2 separate regions of the Danio rerio genome follow, and region 1 is linked to region 2. A link is a contact called in public Hi-C data. All regions are on one chromosome and are shown on one strand. Each heading gives the region's core, a stretch centred on a gene start, on an enhancer-like site or on the middle of the called end of the contact. The rest is flanking DNA. Distances are from core to core; before and after follow the strand shown.

What was found. Hi-C and Micro-C count contacts between places; a contact is called where the count stands out from the background.
Region 1: a Hi-C map of hematopoietic stem cells shows a contact between it and region 2, with 3 times the contacts expected there. The contact joins the promoter of tmem53 here to the promoter of tmub1 in region 2. A contact is called at or near these places in 3 of 18 Hi-C or Micro-C datasets (caudal fin, hematopoietic stem cells and an unstated tissue).

The regions. Positions count from the first base shown.
Region 1 is chr2:35,813,633-35,819,227 of GRCz12tu, reverse strand. tmem53 (transmembrane protein 53) reads right to left here and starts at 1,470. Exons shown (of 3, transcript NM_001002637.1): 1 at 1,269-1,470; 2 at 988-1,091. The coding sequence starts at 1,323. It overlaps opn4.1 (opsin 4.1), which reads right to left and starts at 4,977. Exons shown (of 1, transcript NM_178289.3): 1 at 1,786-4,977. The coding sequence starts at 4,860. The coding sequence ends at 3,358. It also overlaps a transcript of pxdc1a not described here.
Region 2 is chr2:35,542,257-35,547,899 of GRCz12tu, reverse strand. tmub1 (transmembrane and ubiquitin-like domain containing 1) reads left to right here and starts at 2,250. Exons shown (of 3, transcript NM_213298.2): 1 at 2,250-2,352.

The DNA of each region.
Region 1 (5,595 bases), core at 221-2,720, 270 kb before region 2:
TCCTAGTTGTTAAAAGAGTGAAACATTTAATTACAATTATCATTGCATAAAACTTTTTTAAACAGCAAGTCAGTCCAAGGTACTCGATAAATGTGGAAAAAATGTTAAAAGCCTTTATTGACATGAATAGCTTTTAAAAAAAAATTCCCCACATTTTTCGAGTGCCTTGGACTTTGGTGTTTATTTTATTGAAAACCTTACCCAAAAAGCACCGACACATTATTTAAGCTACCCATGAGCACTTATTGTTAAACGTTTTGACATCACAGTTCTAATAAAGCTTTCTCAGTTATAATTTAATACTTTGCAAAGTTATAAAACATTAGAAAGATGAAACTTGCTTACAAGTAAAAGCAAAGAAGCAAAAAGTTTTTTTTCACTGCAATTACACCTTTTAGTAGAAAGTTTTTCAAAGAATCCTATTTTTGTAACTGAGGCAAAGTTGGTTTTATATTACCATATTCGTTCATTTAACGGATTCCCTATATTGTTTATCAAGTTAATTTGAATAATGGGTCTGAAATTGCATGCAAGTATGACTTCAAAACAACATTAGCACTATTTAATTGACTGTGAACAATGTTGTACTCTGATGGTCACTGGCTGATAATAGGATTTCCTTATTTAGAATTTTCAGATAATACTTAACTGAAATATTATTAAGAAGAAATTCTGAATGTGCGAATATAAAAAAACTACTTTACCTTAATATTTTAGTAGACTGAAGAAAATTTTCATAATCTAAAAAACCTTTACATTTTGTGGAATGAAAATGTTTTTCATCGAGTCATTTGTCAATATGCCTTTATTTTTTAAAAACAGTGTATGAGATAGATAGATAGATAGATAGATAGATAGATAGATAGATAATGCGTTTAAGAGTCAGTTTACTTTCTCTTTCAAGGGTAGAGGTTCAAAATGATCGATAACTGAAAAGAAAAACACTAACATATTTATATTTTGAAAAATTTTAATAAACTATTTCACCTGTTCGTTGTAAATAGAGCTGTATTTGGCGAGGTGCTTGTCTCTGCTGCCCGCCCAGCCCAGCAGAATAACGACTGGCTCCTTCGATCCACGCCAGTGTTTCTCTGTCAAGACATGAATAATGTGTCCAAACAACATGAATCCACTGATAATCACACCAAAAGTATTGTTACAGCTCTCCAATATAGCGACTTCAGTTCTACCAAGGTTATAATCATCGATTGCAGGCTTCCATGCATTTACTGTCAAACAAGATAAACCAGTGCTGCTGTCATTCTCACCTGAGATCAGTGCCTCTGAAAAAACTATGTTGTAGTCTAAGTCATCATCCCCCATATTGGCAATTATTTCCACAATCGTCTGTCTGCCATTAATAATTCACTTCAAATGAGTGTCGTGTTTCACTCTGGTTGCGCTGCTGAGAGGACAGACACACACAGCACACACGATAATACTGCACGAATGAACAAGACAACATCAGCGTCTCATTGTTACATACAACATCCGGGTCACGATTTACAAGTGACAGACGAATTCAAAATAAAAGTCAATCAAAGGCGCCTTCAACAATAGATTTACTAAAAGTTGATCATGCAAGAAATGAAATAATATTTAACATTTCTGCGACAATATCTATGAAATGTTATTTTTTTATAATGGAATGAAGCTCATACATTTTAAATGTGCTTTTGTCAGTATAGAAATATGTACAAAGAAAGACAGTAAGAAATTAAACAATTAATGTGAAAACGGAACATTATGAAAAACATCAGAAATGAAGCAAGGTTACTCATGATATATTTGTGTGCTGTTTTATTTAAATAAATATTATGTCAAACATTTACATACATTAATCAAACTATTGAAATACAAACAAGAATTTTTAAATATTTGAAATACATCTAGATTATTCCGATTTTATTGCATAGAAACAAATAAACAAATTTATACATTTGATGAAAGAAAAATCCTACACTAATTGAAAAAAAACTACCAAGTTACAAGATAAGCCCAGGTCAAATCACACATTTTTTTATTAATCAGGGGTCACCACAGCGGAATGAACCGCCAAATTATCCAGCATATGTTTTACGCAACGGATGCCCTTCCAGCTGCAACCAATCACTGGGAAACACCCATACACTCTCATTCACACACATATACACTACAGGAGGAACATGCAAACTCCACACAGAAATGCCAACTGACCCAGCGGGTGCTTAAACCAGTAACCATCTTGCTGTGAGGCGATTGTGCTACCCACTGCGCCACCGTGACACCCCATTAGCAAATATGTGATACAATCACAGTAAAGCCTTCATTAAATCCTTATTTTCCTCAGAGTGAAACAAATCATCCACCCGTATAGTTGAGTAGTGGAGAGCACAAACAAAAATATAATTTGTATATTTTTCTTGAAAAAAAAATCTTTTTGAAACTAATTTCGTTTGCTATAATTTTAATGTTTTTAATAATCTTTTGTCGGTCAGTTATCTATAAACAAGAATAACAAATGACATCTGAGGTGAAGCGCTTCAAAACATGAATTGCCGTGATATTGTGTTGGTTTGTTAAATAAAATAATAATCTAGCCTAAATAAAATTAAAGTGAAATATTCACAGTTTTAGAGAAACCTATATTAAACTGTTTTCACTGTTAATGACAAATTTGAATAAGCAGGAAATGCTTTTACAATGTATTCGCAGATAAACATGTTTCCAGATTACCTCGGAAGAACAAAGTTTGTTGGAAGGATGAGAGAACTCAGAAACTCGTTGTGAGAATGAAGAAGTCTGCATAATTGTGCCAGTTTGTCAGATAAAATTGCTTAAAACACCTTAATATTTTAGAAAAGGTAGTTAACGTTTGCATAACCAATAACGATTGATCTTATCCACCCGTGACCCACTCATAAGTAAATATGCAGTCTATTTTTTGATTACCTTATCGGCGCATTAACGGCAGCACCCACTGATATAAACAAGAAATGATGTGGTCTTATTGCAGTGTCATCTACGTGACAGAACTCGTCATAAAGAATGAGAAAAAATTAAACATGCTAGACTTTCTGTGTTGTAAGGCGTTGCAGGCATGTATCAGTTGTCGTGAACTATGCAACATTACGCAAGAGAAACGGTTAAATCTTGAGTCACAACGCCTATTTGTCATTTAGAATCCCCACGAGACCCTACATCAAGGAAGTCGCAACAATTTTGTGTGATCTGACCAGGGCTTTACTTACAACGTGCAGAGTGAAGAAAAATATAAGATTATATATTCAGAATCAAAAATAATAGTACTACTATTAATAGTACTACTGTTTCTACTACTAAGGAAATTAGAATCAAACGAAGTGCAGTATCATTTCTTTAGTTCCCTCCAAGCAAAGCCTTCCCATCAGACAGAGATTCCCCGTCTGCTGCATCCGTTTCAAAAGTAATAGACGGCACTGGTACACTTATAACTTTGTGTGCCCTCTCAGATTTCTGCCCACTAGCATTGCTAACACTTGATCCAGATGAGAGAATGACAGTATCTGTAGAGATTTCTGTGGAAACACGACGACCGAAGGTCAGGGAACTGACACTGGAACCATCGGCCTCACTCTCAGTCCAGCAAGAATCACTATCAGAGGCAGAAGACAATCGCGTCTTCCCCCAGCGGCCATTAGCTCGTGCAGCATTGCCCATGCTAACCCCCAAAGAGCACTGACTGGTGAGGGTTGGACGACGAGAACTAACACTGCCAGAGCTAAAAGAGGAACGAAGGTCCTTCTCTTTCACACGCAAGATGGGACGAAGTACCGGAATGTAACGGGCGATAGCCACACGATACTTTGGATGCGTAATGGCGTAGATGATTGGATTATGGATGGCTGAAGCCTTGGCAATCACAGCAGGTACTGAATTCATATAGGGAGTCAGGAAATGGGAATAACCAGCCGTAGCGGTGAGAGCCACCACAGAATAGGGCGACCAGGATATAATAAAAAGCACAATGACTACAAGAGCGACTTTCGCCATCTTCCATTCGTTCTGCATGCGTTCATACACCTTGTGCGTTTCCCCGCAATCCAGCTCTCGAATTTCCTTCCCCGCTGCTCGGATTGTTTGAAAAATTGCGAAGTAGCAGCTGCCTATAATGCCTAGTGGGATGAAGAATACAAAAACAAAGAGGAGGATGGTGTACGCACGCACTGATGGGGTGAAGGTCATGTAATCCCAAGAACAAGACGTCTGAAGCCCCTCAGGGACATAAGCACTCCAGCCAAAGAAAGGCGGAAGGCTCCAACCCAGGGAGTAGAGCCACACAACGACCAACACAGCTCCAGCTTTGCGTCGGCTAACTCTGCTTACTAGGGCGAGAGGCTGAGTTATGGCGAGACAACGATCAGCAGCGATAGCGGTCAAAGTCATCATGGAGCAGATTCCAAAGAGGGCACCGCAGAAGGCGTAGAGCTCGCAAGGGCGCTCGCCAAATACCCAGCGCCTGTGTAAACTGGCTGCAAAGAACACAGGAGACTGGGTGACGGACATTAAGAAATCAGCCACAGCTAGGTTCACTATAAACATGTTTCCAGCGGTGCGAAGAGTACGGCTCCGGCAGAATACATAGACCACCAGTGCATTTCCAATCACTCCGGTGATGCCGACTATTAAGATAACAGAGCCGATGATGTAGTGGGCATGATCCGGAACATCCACGGTGGGGAAAGGGTGTGGAGGATCATGGTGGTGGCTGTGGGTTGGCCCATGGACAGGCACATGGAGCAACTTGTAGTTTCTGCTTCCCAAAGATTCCTTAAAGCCTGCGGTGCAGTTGATGTCTCCAGGGGCACAGTGATGCCCTCTCCATGAAGAGTGATGGCTCATGCTGAGCAGGTTGATGTTTTCGTGTTGTATATCTGTTGTGTACAAAAAGTAAAGATAAATCTTTTAAGAGAAGTGGAACAAAGGGATTAAATAACAAACAGTTCTGTTATGCTCTCTGTGACAGTCTGTGAATGTCAGCTCACTGCATTAGCTTTTTATATACTAATCAATACACCACAAAGTTATTATTGATCAGTAAGTACTCTAAAGCTTGGCCTATTGTAGTGATCAAAAACTGTCACTTGGCCTATGATAATGATAAAAATGCTCAAATAAATTAAAATTAAAATGCTTGAATTAAAAATGATCAAAATTTTGATCTTGTTGAAATCATTTGGATATTAAATATTACATATATTGCTAACCCATTTACATTTAATCATCTGGCAGACACTTTTATCTGAAGTGACTCACAAATGAGGGCAATGGAGGTCAACAAAACAACAAAAGAACATGTAAAATACCCAGTTTTTCAAGAAATTGTTTTAGTAAACTTTATATGTTTTGTTTTATTAGGATCATTCTGCTTTATTATAAAATTGATCAGTTGCATGCTAATATTGCCCTGTAATACTTGGCATATCAGATATTTATTCATTCATTTTCCTTCAGCTTAGGCCCTTTTTTATCAGTGGTCGCCACAGCGAAATGAACCGACAACTATTCCGGCATAGTTGCATAGTTGTTGCTTTACACAGCAGATGCCCTTCAATCCAAAACCCAGTATTGGGAAAC
Region 2 (5,643 bases), core at 1,001-3,500:
TTTTTTTGATTAATGAAATTATTTATTCATAATTTGTTTTTGATTATTTATGATGATTCTCCAAACATTTTACGAAAGTTGTCTTTAAACTATTGAACAACACTCATTCTTTCCTTAGGACAGTTTTAAAATTAAAATACAATTATATATTAATTATATAAAATTAACAATAATATAATATAATATAATATAATATAATAAAACAGCCTTTTTTTAGATAATTGGCTTGAAAATAAATTCTGCAAGGAGATTAATGTCATCCTCTCCAACATTATGCATTCAGCTTGTTTTACACTGTCTTATCAGGTGTTGTTGGCAGCTCTGACTTCATCTTATAGTGTTCGACACATCCGAGCATCTGTGTGTGAAGGACAGACAGTGAAAATGACATCCTCAGGCGAAGGTGTTGCACAAAACAAGCAATAACTACATAAAGAGCAATGCATGTTCATCTGGTCTGAAAACCGCAGAAACAGCTTTGGCACAGCACTGTGGAGAACTTACTCAACATTTAACATGTCAACAACTTACTTGATCTTCACCCAAACATCACAATTCTGTATTATTTACTTCAGTACACAAAGAGTGCATCTCAGTCAGCATTCTGGATCATGAGGTTGTTGATCAGCCAATATCGTGTACAAAAATATGATCACTGGTAAGGACCCTGTAAAAATTAAATAAGGTTTGTGGTAAATAATAATTAGGGGATTTTGTTTTTCATATGAAAATGTTGGTTTTACTGAAAGAAAAAAGTAGACTTTAACCATGGTAAAATAATACAAATAGTCGTGGTTTTGCAACACTAATAATAGTTTAAACCTTTTTTGTAGCAAAACTGGTTCTTTTTTTATTTATTTTTTTATTAAAAAGGGGAATACAGAATTATACATAAAACAGTATACAAGGGAATTAACAACAAAATGAAACGGGTACATTAAATATTATTTTCAGCAGTCGGAATGTCTTGAAAGCATTGGAATTACTCTGTATAGAAGTCAGGGAATCATAAAAAATGTTTAGATCAATGAAAAATAGTTTACAGTTTGGTACAGTGAGCATACATTTTGTTTTGTGGATGTGTTACTTTCCTAATTAAATAAGATTTTTTATTATTTTGTTCATTTACAATAATCCAGAGTTGCAATCCATAAATTCTTTCTCATGGTGCCACCTCGCACTTGATTAAGCACAAAGATTGTTTGATATTTTAGCTCCTCGGCTAATAAACTATGGAACTCGCTTTCCCTGGATCTAAGGAGCCGTGATAGTTTACACACTTTTAAATCTTAAGATCCATCTTTTTAAGCAGGCTTTCCTTTGACTATCTTTTATCCTGTTATTTTATACTCATGATGTGTTTGTACCTGCAACTCTGTACATACATTTAAAATTTTGTTTGGCAATGTTTTTGTGTATTAATTTGTTCTGTTATGGCTGTAGATGCTTGCTGTAAGGCGCCATTTACAAATAAAATTAATTATTATGACTATCACGGTATTATGCAGCCATTTTTTTCAGTTATATCAATAAATTTTTAATACGCTTCAAAAATTAATAAGCAAACTTGGGACCAAAGCCATTTTGTGTAACTGCAATTGAAAAATAAAGGGAGAAATGTTTCCGGCTCCATTTTACAAAAACAACACAAGAGTGAAAAACCTTCCTTAAACTTACTAATAAAATTATTGCATGAATAATAACCATGTAATATGTAAGTATGTAAAATTTACCTATGTTAAAATAAGTTTCTTTTACTTTATTGGGAATGATGTATTTTTTATAATCTGACCAGTTTTTTGGGGGTGAGGGATGAAGGGAAAGCTTGTTTATCTGCAGTTAGGATTGTCCTAATATAATTGTCATTAAATGTTTTATCCATGATAGAAAGACCCTCTGTGGTTATGATAATCAGTCTAACAAAAACGAATGACAAAACCATGGTTAATTTTCCTAGGGGTATACAAAGTATACACCCTAAACATACTTCTCAAAATTTGTGTTTTTGATATGAACGTGTAGAATGAAATCTCTGTCATATTATGTCTCTGAACTATGCCTTTTGGTACTTTCTACGTACAAAATTATATTGGTCAGTTTATGTGTACTTAATATCAGTATAAACCAATGAGAAATTAAAAGGTAAAGTCGAATAACATTGTCTACATCATTATCAGTTGACAAATGATTTGTGCCAAAAAAAAAAAAACTCTAAACCTTTATTATGAAGGGAGAATTTTTTTTTAAACCGGAAGTCGCCGTTGTGGCATCGTTCTCTCCTGCCAGTGATCAGGAAGCGCAGACGTTAAACGGTGCGAATCATGGACCATCATACGATGTGAAATGTCAACGGTAAGCCATTTTTGGAGTCGTATAGAGTTTCTTTAAACAGCTTTAACTCCACTTGTTTTGAGGACTCATTCACACGAGGAAAGCAGCTGTTCAGCTCGTGTTGGCGGCTCTTTAGCTTGTTTCGCAGCTCTAGCGATACGCGAGCGCTCACCTGCTTTACCTTCAGACAGAGCGTCACTTACAAACACACACACACTTCATGCTGTTGAGCACAAAACTGATGGCAGAAGACACGAGAGAGTGTCTTTTTTGTTAATAATAGTTACTTTAAACTTTTCTCTGTATGTGCTAGAAACGTGGCTGTTGACATCTGTTTGATTACCTTAACATTTACGTTTGTCGATTGAGACGTGTAAATTCACCTGTCATTCTCGTGTGCGAGCACGCTTGTGTATTTTAACATGGTTAACTGAAAGAGTGTGACTTTTAAACGCTCAGTTCACTCGGTAATGTGAAGTGTTACCCTTTTCTCATGATTGAGGCAAAGTTGGCTGTAGTGACATCTTGTGACCTGCTCCCTATATCATTTACCATGGTATTTTGATTATTGGGTCTGAAATCACATGCAGGTATAACTTCACAACAGCAGTAGCACTATTTATTTGACTGTGTGAACAATGCTGTACTTTGATAGTCATTGTCTGCTTGTATGATTTCTCAATTTTTATTTGTAAAGAACACGTTTCTGAAGTTATATTATTAATTAAAAAGTCAGAATGTGGGAATATAAAACCAACTTTACCTCAATTTTCCCATTTAGAGTCATGACTTTTTCTGAGGAACAGGAAAATAAAAATTTGTCAGAATGAAAACTCTTTATTGCACTTGCATGGGATGAGATGCTACGAGAGTGGAAACTGATGGAGAATGTCAGACCAAGGTGTAGTTCACCTCAAATGTTTAATTTTCTCTCAAAGGGTGCCTATTTTAAGCCTTTTTTAGATCTAAAATACGTCTTTTGTGTCTCCAGAATGTGTCCGTACAGTTTCAGCTCAAAACACTCATTAGATTATTTATTATAGCTTTCAGAATATAATAATTTTATGCTCTGAACACATAACAAAATGTTGCCTTTAATGCTAGTTCTCCTTGCCCACCGTTCCCACGTGCCTGTCAGAGTGTGCCTCAATCTTCGACTCAGCTGCGTCAGATAAACAGCACAGTGACAGACATGAAGCAGATCTCCTGTAATGTTTGTGAGAAATACTACAATAAGAACTTTCCCAATGATTATTTGATGTATTTGTTGTGGAGTTAACTGAAGCCTTTCGGTGAGTCACATGCACAGCGGACACATTTGCATTTAACTTTGCACTGTTTTTGCACGCAAATGTGACAGGATACACATTAATATACACTGCTGTATGAATATCTGTTATGTTAATGTACAAAATAAACCTTATAATTGTGCTGACATGCGGCTGTGGTGATAAAGACGGTAAAATCACTGTAATTCTTTACAAGCATGCACCGTTTAAAAACGTTTTAAACTTGTAAAACTCATTCACATTTAATGACGATTGATGATCACAGCGTGCAACATTGGTAATCAACATTTATGTGTACAAACTTTTTGAACGCAATAATTAGTTTGACAGCATCAATAAAGATTATAAAAAGGCCTAGCTATGAGTATAAATATGTTAGTGTTCTATAAAAATCAGATACAAACACCACCACAACTTGTACAAAATCTAGGAGAATATAAATAACGTACCCTGCCATGTAATCGCTGTAATGAAAATTTTGTCTTGTTTTGCGATAATCCAAGTCTTTACTAGCATTTTGGTGGATTAAACAACCGTAACGTGAACTTCTATATGCACAGCAGTTGTGAATGTTTGTTGATAGTAAGTTCATCGTACAAAAAGAAATGCAATTCTTGCGACAAAGCTGTTATTATTGTGGAGAACTTTTTCCCCCTTACAAAAATAAACAAATGATAATGTTGACTGTGTCAATGCTTTTGAATGCTTTCAACTGATATTTAGTGACGTCTGGAAGATTTCCGCTTGTGGAGAAAACGTTAGTAATTGAAAACAAATATGTTATTGAACCACTTAGTAAAGTGTATAATGTGTACAACCTTTTGTTAATGAATGCTACTGATTATTTAAGCACAGTAAACTGATAAACTTTAATAAATACTGTACCGTTAGTGAAACTGTTTTGTGATGGCTTATATTTATAGAAACTGAATCCTATTGAACAATTTGTTTATTACTACAGTAGTGTCATACCAAAGCAACAATGTAACTACTATGACAATTTAATTCAAGTGATTATCAATAGTATGCTTCCAAGCGCAGTATTTACTGTAGTATTTTTTCATGTAATGTAATATGTACCGCCTCTGACAGGCAAATATATTTTAGTTTATTAGAAAACTTGGCGTTCGTCATGATATAAGGATATGCCCAACATATGTGGTTATTTTCTGTTTATAAATCCTTTAAAATATGGTATAAATCGCAAAAATATGGACTTTCCTCTCTATATCCCATTTAGTTTTTTACTTTCTGCCCTCCATCTGAATTTTGCGCGTCAACAGAACCACTTGATTGAAGATAACCTATTTTTTCATTCCACCGATAAAGGGAATGTCAGAGATTTGAAATGTATTCAGATGAACAGATAAACTCTCTCTGCTTCTGAGAATGTTCTAAGTCCTGGACTGCATGCATAATGATGAGAGCAGCTGTCATCACGCAGCATGAGATATGGTCTGAAACATGCTGACGTCCACAGTTAAAGAGAGGAAATATCTGGTTAACTGAGAGACCACTTCACCGCTGCTGTGTTCAAAGGTTGCGGCTTATGCTCGTAACAGTTTAATGGATTGTACACAAAGGCTCTTTCTGCTTAAATGGTCTTGCTCTGGGGGAAAATCAAATTTACAGAACCGTTTATCATTCTAAAATTATCCAGATGTTTGTTTAAGGCCCAGATAGCGCTATTATTGTCTGCGTGAACTGGTAACTTTGAGATTTTGGGTCATTTGGGTTTTCCTTTTTTTCTGGTTCAAGTTACTTAAAAGATTTCTCCTGTTAACATGATTAAAAGCTTTCTTCATGTTTAAGGTGTCCTATAAAGAAAATCTGGGTTGAATAATAAGAGTTCAGGACATGGAGATGGCCACACCGTGAGCCATCTCTATGTACTTATTGTATTGTCATGTATTTATTGCTGTTGATGACATTTTTATCTGTTAGAATAGTTTTGTAATCATAAAAAAGGGTTATTTATCAGATGTGGTAAACTTGATCTTTTAGCCATAGAAGCTGATTGTTG